Linked DNA regions of Mus musculus: region 2 is linked to region 1. The links are chromatin contacts, called in public Hi-C maps. All regions are on one chromosome and are shown on one strand. The core of a region is the stretch at or near the end of the contact, and the rest is flanking DNA. Distances in the headings are between cores, read along the strand shown.

Region 1 (2,847 bases), core at 167-2,666:
TATTTTTTTCCTTCCGCCATATGTATATATGTGTGTGCATGTGTGTCTGAGTGTATGTGTGTGTATATATGTACATGGGTGTGTCTGTATGTCTTTGTGTATTTGTGTGTATGTCTGTATTTGTGTGTGTGAACATGTGTGTGTATATTCGTGCGTGTGCATATGTGTATTCATGTATATGTATGTATGTATATATATATATGTGTGTGTGTGTGTGTGTGTGTGTGCATGTGGCTGTGTGTATTAGTATGCCTGTGTTTTTACTGTGTGTATACATATGTATGTGTGTGCATGTGTCTGAGTGTATGTGTGTGTATTGTATTTGTGTGCATGTGTGTGTCTTTGTGTATTCATGTGTATATATGTGTGTGCATGTGATTGTGTATGTGTGTATTTGTGTGTGTGCATGTATGTATGTGCATATTTATGTGTATATGTGTGTGCATGTGTCTCTGTATGAGTGTGCATGTTTTTTTATTGTGTGCATATGTGTGCACACATGTGTGTTTATGTGTGTCTGTCTCTGTGTGTGAGTGTGTTTGTGTATTTTTTTCCTTCCGCCATAAAGTTCTAGGGTATATATGTGTGCATGTGTGTCTCTGTGTGTGTGTTGTGTGTATATGTGTGCACACATATGTGTGTCTGTGTGTCTGAGTGTGTATGTGTGATTTGCTTTTTTTCCTTTCACTATGAAGTTCTAGGGATGAAACTCAGGAAGGTGTTCGGGCTTGCAGGCCGTTATCCAGTGAGCCACCTCATGGGTCCTTGACCTTGCTTTGAAACCCATCAGCAGAGTCTGGGCTGCTAACATTTGGGCTTTTTTTTTTTTTTTTTTTTTTTACTAGTTTTGTACTCTGATTTTTTTTAAATGCAGTTCAAATCACCTGTATAAATAAGATGCTTTAGAGCTTGTTATAAACATCCCCATCTCCCAAAGCCTTTAAAATAGGGAGATTATTTCTAGATACAGTCATCGGCAGCCACCAGCTCTGAAGTGTCAGTGAAGTTTTACAGCACCCAACAGCTGGTGGAAGGAGAAAGCAGGAAACAGGCCACTCACAGAGGAATCTCCATCCTGTGACAGTTCGTTGGGTTTTTAAATAACCCTCTAGAAAACTTTAAATCAGGAAGCCGCGCTTCATTTAAGTGGCCAGTGCGGCTGTTTCAGTCTTCACAGTTCTGTGGTCTGTCCAAGGCCTGGTGAATCCAGCCTGGTTCTGGATAAGGTGACTTTTTCTGGGCTTTTCCCTAGGCTCTGGACAACTCGCTTCTTTTCCACACCCCACAGTTTCCAGAGCCCCGCCTCTTCTGCCCTAGGCACCTCTCCATGGGTCTGTGATTGGTGCGCTCCCGAGCTCTCAGCCTGGCCTTTTAGGGACTGTTGTTAGGCCTTTAAAGTGATAAGGGAAAGGGTCCAGTGGCTGCTTTTATCAGCCAATCGTTTTCCTGACATCCCAAACGGAGGGGGAAGCCCGGGATGCCTCCCCGTTGCTCTTTAGCCTCTTGGTTGGAGGGGAGGGCTGGGAGCAGAGGCTTGGATCACCGCCAGCCCTGACCTGGCACCTGCTCCCCCGGGCGTCACTGCGGGATTTGTCCAGCGACTTCCCTAGCAGGGGTGTGTTAGGGGGAGTCCTCTTTCCGACTGTCGAAATGGTTATCAAAGTGTTTGTTGCCACATCTTCTGGGTCCATAGCGGTAGGTGTCTGGGGCTCTGTGGGCTTTCTTCCTATGTGTTTTTCTGGATAACTCCTGGTTGGAGGCAGAAGGAGTGGGTATGCCCCGGCTTTTGGCCTTGAATGCTGTTTTTGTTTTTGTGTGGGAGTCAACTGCACACTGCGGTGAGCATGAGCGCCCTGCGCTTTTTTGCCTCTGTCTTCGTGATGTTGGAAAAAGTATGTGAGTGTGTAATCTGGCAGGTTGGCGTGAAAGGTGACTGGACGGGGGGAGTGTTTCATGCTCCTTTTAACCGGTGTTTTGTGCGCTGTTGGTAGTGCTGTGTAGTTTTAGCCATTTGGAATTTTTAGTGCTTTATCATTCATTCTGTAAGACGCAGGCTAAATCTTGGAGACAGATGACGGGTCAGGGAGAGATGAATCAGATCGTCCAAACGACCTCGGGGCACAATTACTCCTATATTTGAAATAGCTGGAAACATTAGAAGATAGTAGGTATGAGCTTATTATTTGTAGAAAATGATGTCACAATGACAGCAGCAAACCCATCTGAGGCCCACAGTTTTAAATGCTCTCCTATGTGAGGGCACCTAGAGTGTGAGCTAAAAGCCCAGCTCCATATGGCTTAGCTCGGATTGCTTGAGACCACCCACTCTCTGATTCCAGCCTGCATTTATGTAGACCCGCTGGTAGAAGAAATAAGAGCAATTTAGAGACTCAGTTCTAGGTCTAGGAATGAATTGTAGGAGACTGGCTTCAGGTGGACTCTAGTGTCTGTCTTGTGAAGGTTCTAGTCAGTACTTAGCAGAAATGAGGAAGGCTGTGGGAAGAAAACAGTCTATTAATTCCAAGAGTTAGAGACCAGAGAGGGGGCTGTTTCCTTTAATAGCTGTTCCGAAGGGTCTCAGGTTGCGGCTGGAATTCTGACAGTCACTCCGCAGAGATGTTTCCAGGCCCTGGCTAAGTACCAGCCCCAACCACAATTTGCTGAAGGCCACTACACCCAACCGCGGACAATCAGGAGGATCTTCAGAGAAGGCAGGCAGAAAATAAAAGAGTTTGGCAACCCCACCCACTCGTCCAGGATGGTTTCTGTGGTTCTATTTGTTGTGTAGTATGTAGACTAACTCAGACTTGGAAATTATGACATCATGTGGCCCTGAACTGATCGATG
Region 2 (2,847 bases), core at 237-2,736, 81 kb after region 1:
GAGGCATTTGCCCATCCAGAGACACCACTTACCATTTTGTAAGTAAACACAGAAACAAATGGAATACCCCTGCATCTGGTTGCATCCCTCACTTGTTTGAGACCAAGGTCACCTTGGCTGAGAAACTATGGGATAGGTAGGGATGGGATTGCTCAGAGGTCAGGTAGAGCCAGGAGGGAGAGGCAGATGTGGAGGGTAGTGGCCTTAGCCCTGAACCTGGAAGGAAGATTCAGCCCCCAGGCTGCAGGGGCCTCTGTACATCTTAGTTCTGCTTCTACATCAGTCCCTGGTTACCCTAGGAGACTGAGCTTCTTCATGAAGCCCTGCACAGAGTAGCAGCGTGGGAGTTTAATAATCACGGGTGTTGGCAGTGTATCACTTAAAGCCTTTCCTCTCCCGCAGTCCCCACAATCCATAGACCCTGCCCACCTTCTCTGAAAGGAGTCTATATCATTAGGGCCACGGATTCCAGTCGTTCTAATGTTTGCTCCACATTCCTAGCCCAGGAACGCATTTTTGTAAAAACAACAGCGTGCTAAACTGTAGGCAAACGAGAACCTTCATTGTTCTGAGAACATGGAAGACACGACCTTAAGGAAAATAAGCGACCTTCGCTTGCTTGGGATGAGAGCTGTGCATCTTCGGAGCTTCTCAAAGATTGTACTGTGCAGCTAGGGCTGAGGACCACTGAATTACAGCAGTATTCAACTGGTAAAAAACTGTGCAGTCTTGCACATATGGGCGCATAAATATATGGACATGTTTCAGGCCAGAGAAAGGTCTGGTGTCTTCTGCTATTCCAGCTAGTCTCTTTCCCTCGGTTCTACCAACGCATCCTTTCCCACTTGGTCTGTGTCAGAGAGCGGTACCCAGCACCAGCCTCTTAACTTTCCTGTGCCTCAATTTCCAAACCTGCAACACGGGAAAATGAATTGTACCCTTGTCACTGCCCAAGTAAATAGGATGCAGGCACATTCCCATGAGGTTCTTTGACCTTGCACAAACCTTTCTTATGAGAATTCTCGCCCTGCCTCACCCCCACCCCTGGAGCGTCGTGGTCTTTCGGTGGTCACTGGGTGTGGGAAATGCAGGACCCTGCGGTTTGGCCTGCACCGCCAGTAAATTCAAAGTTAACTTCAAGACTGTCCCCTGGGAGGGCTAGAGCGCACAGCCCGCAGCGGCCCTAGAGGAGCTGAGGATCTGCGCAAATGCTGGTGCCAGGGAAGATGCTCTGGCCAGCGCACTCGGGAGGCGGGACCTTGGCAGCCGGTTCCTGCTGCTTCTCCATAACGCAGCAGCTCGCTGCTCTGTGGTCCAGGGACCCAGGCTCTGACTAACCGGCCGCTGCTGCGCTGCGGGACTCAAGTGCACCTCCTCCCGCCGCCGCGCACCTATCACAGTCCCTAAGCGCATTGCCGCGCGCTCCTCCCACTTGCAAATGCCAGTCCAGCTTGCGGCTGCCCTGGCCTGGACAGAGCCTTCGGGCCGCCTGCGTCCCCTGCCCTGTCCCTTCTCAGCTCCAGCAGGACGACGGTAAGGAATTGCTGCGGGAGGCGGGGGCGCGGGGCGCAGGCACTAGAAACAGCAGGGCAGGCTGGCATCCATGTGTTCTTCCTGTAAAATTAAGGCAGAGATATCACGGAGCTTGATGAGAGCTTGGATTCACTGACAGAGACTTGTATATATACCACACCGAAGGAAGTTGTGCTTCTGGGTGGGTAGCAGCGCACATATAAATGAGGGTTACACATCGATGGACACAGCACAGGATTCAAAAGAATAGCTCGAGCTAGAGAAAATAACATCAATCAAGTCAAATTCTAAAGCCAACTCCGAAGCATCCTGCTGCAGCAGCTCCTGCAGTGTGTGGGCCCAGGGCTGAGAACAAGAAAGAAAAAAGCCTTCTTCTCAGCCAGGGGTGACAGTCAGGGATGACAGCCAGGGGCTGACTTCCTGGGGTGTTCTTCTGTTCATGGGAGTGCCTTGGGCTTGATAATCAACATTTTCTTTGGTGGTGAGTTGTGGGTAGGGGTTAGATGCACTATGATATGTGTGTGTGTGTGTGTGTGTGTGTGTGTGTGTGTGTGTAGGTTTTAATGCGCTGGGGTCTGGGGAAAGGTTTTGCTCCAGTCAGTGTTGGGCTTTTATCCATTTTATAAATGTAGGAAATTCTTAGTTCATGGCTGAGTTATATGCATGTTTATTAAGCTCATTTGTGTATAATGAAAATTTTCAGTTAAATTATAGCTTTGGGCAAGGAATATAGCTTTAGTGATACAGTTGCCTCTGGACATGTGGGAGGCCCCAGCTCAATCTTCAGAACTGAACAAAACAAAACAAAACTGTCTGTGTTTAATTTGTCCGTCAGCCATCCATCCAGTCTTGTATATGCTCCGTCTAACTGTTCCATCTCTTCAGTGTCTTTTCTTTAAAACAAACCAACCAACCCACCCAGTTTGAGTAATGTGAGCATTTGGCTTCAAAGAGATCATGTCAGGATTGACTGTTTTCTGTCACCTTCGGTTTTTGTCTAATTAAAAACTAAAGTCTGATTTTTGAGGGAGAAGCTCAGGACAAGGTTGATGACACTGAGAAGTGACCCTGAGGAGCAGGTCCTACAAAGGAAGGACCAAAGGGGTCCTTCCCCCCGCCCAGCTTGACCCAGACAGTTGTTCCTTTCTGAATGTCCCTCTGAACAGATGGCCCTTTCTTGTTGGTTTTGGGCAGGCGCTCTGAATAAACCTGGGCATCTCTGAGTCATGAGATGGGTGAGATGTCCCAGCATGATGGTAAGTCTCCTTTCAGCAGGGTCTCCTTCCGTTTCACTCTCTGGTCTCAGGAGGTAGG

The links. A called contact is a pair of places that touch in the nucleus more often than the background predicts.
Region 2: a contact with region 1 is called in a Hi-C map of nephron progenitors, with 2.1 times the contacts expected there. The contact joins the promoter of B3galt5 here to the promoter of Sh3bgr in region 1. A contact is called at or near these places in 2 of 484 Hi-C or Micro-C datasets (Sertoli cells and nephron progenitors), 5 of 115 datasets of contacts at active chromatin or transcription factors (the SCID.adh cell line, effector CD8 T cells, embryonic stem cells and 2 more) and 3 of 9 other capture datasets (adipose tissue, liver and pancreatic islet).

The regions. Positions count from the first base shown.
Region 1 is chr16:96,199,054-96,201,900 of GRCm38.p6, forward strand. Sh3bgr (SH3-binding domain glutamic acid-rich protein) reads left to right here and starts at 1,417. Exons shown (of 8, transcript NM_015825.2): 1 at 1,417-1,695. The coding sequence starts at 1,651.
Region 2 is chr16:96,279,546-96,282,392 of GRCm38.p6, forward strand. B3galt5 (UDP-Gal:betaGlcNAc beta 1,3-galactosyltransferase, polypeptide 5) reads left to right here and starts at 1,487. Exons shown (of 3, transcript NM_033149.3): 1 at 1,487-1,533.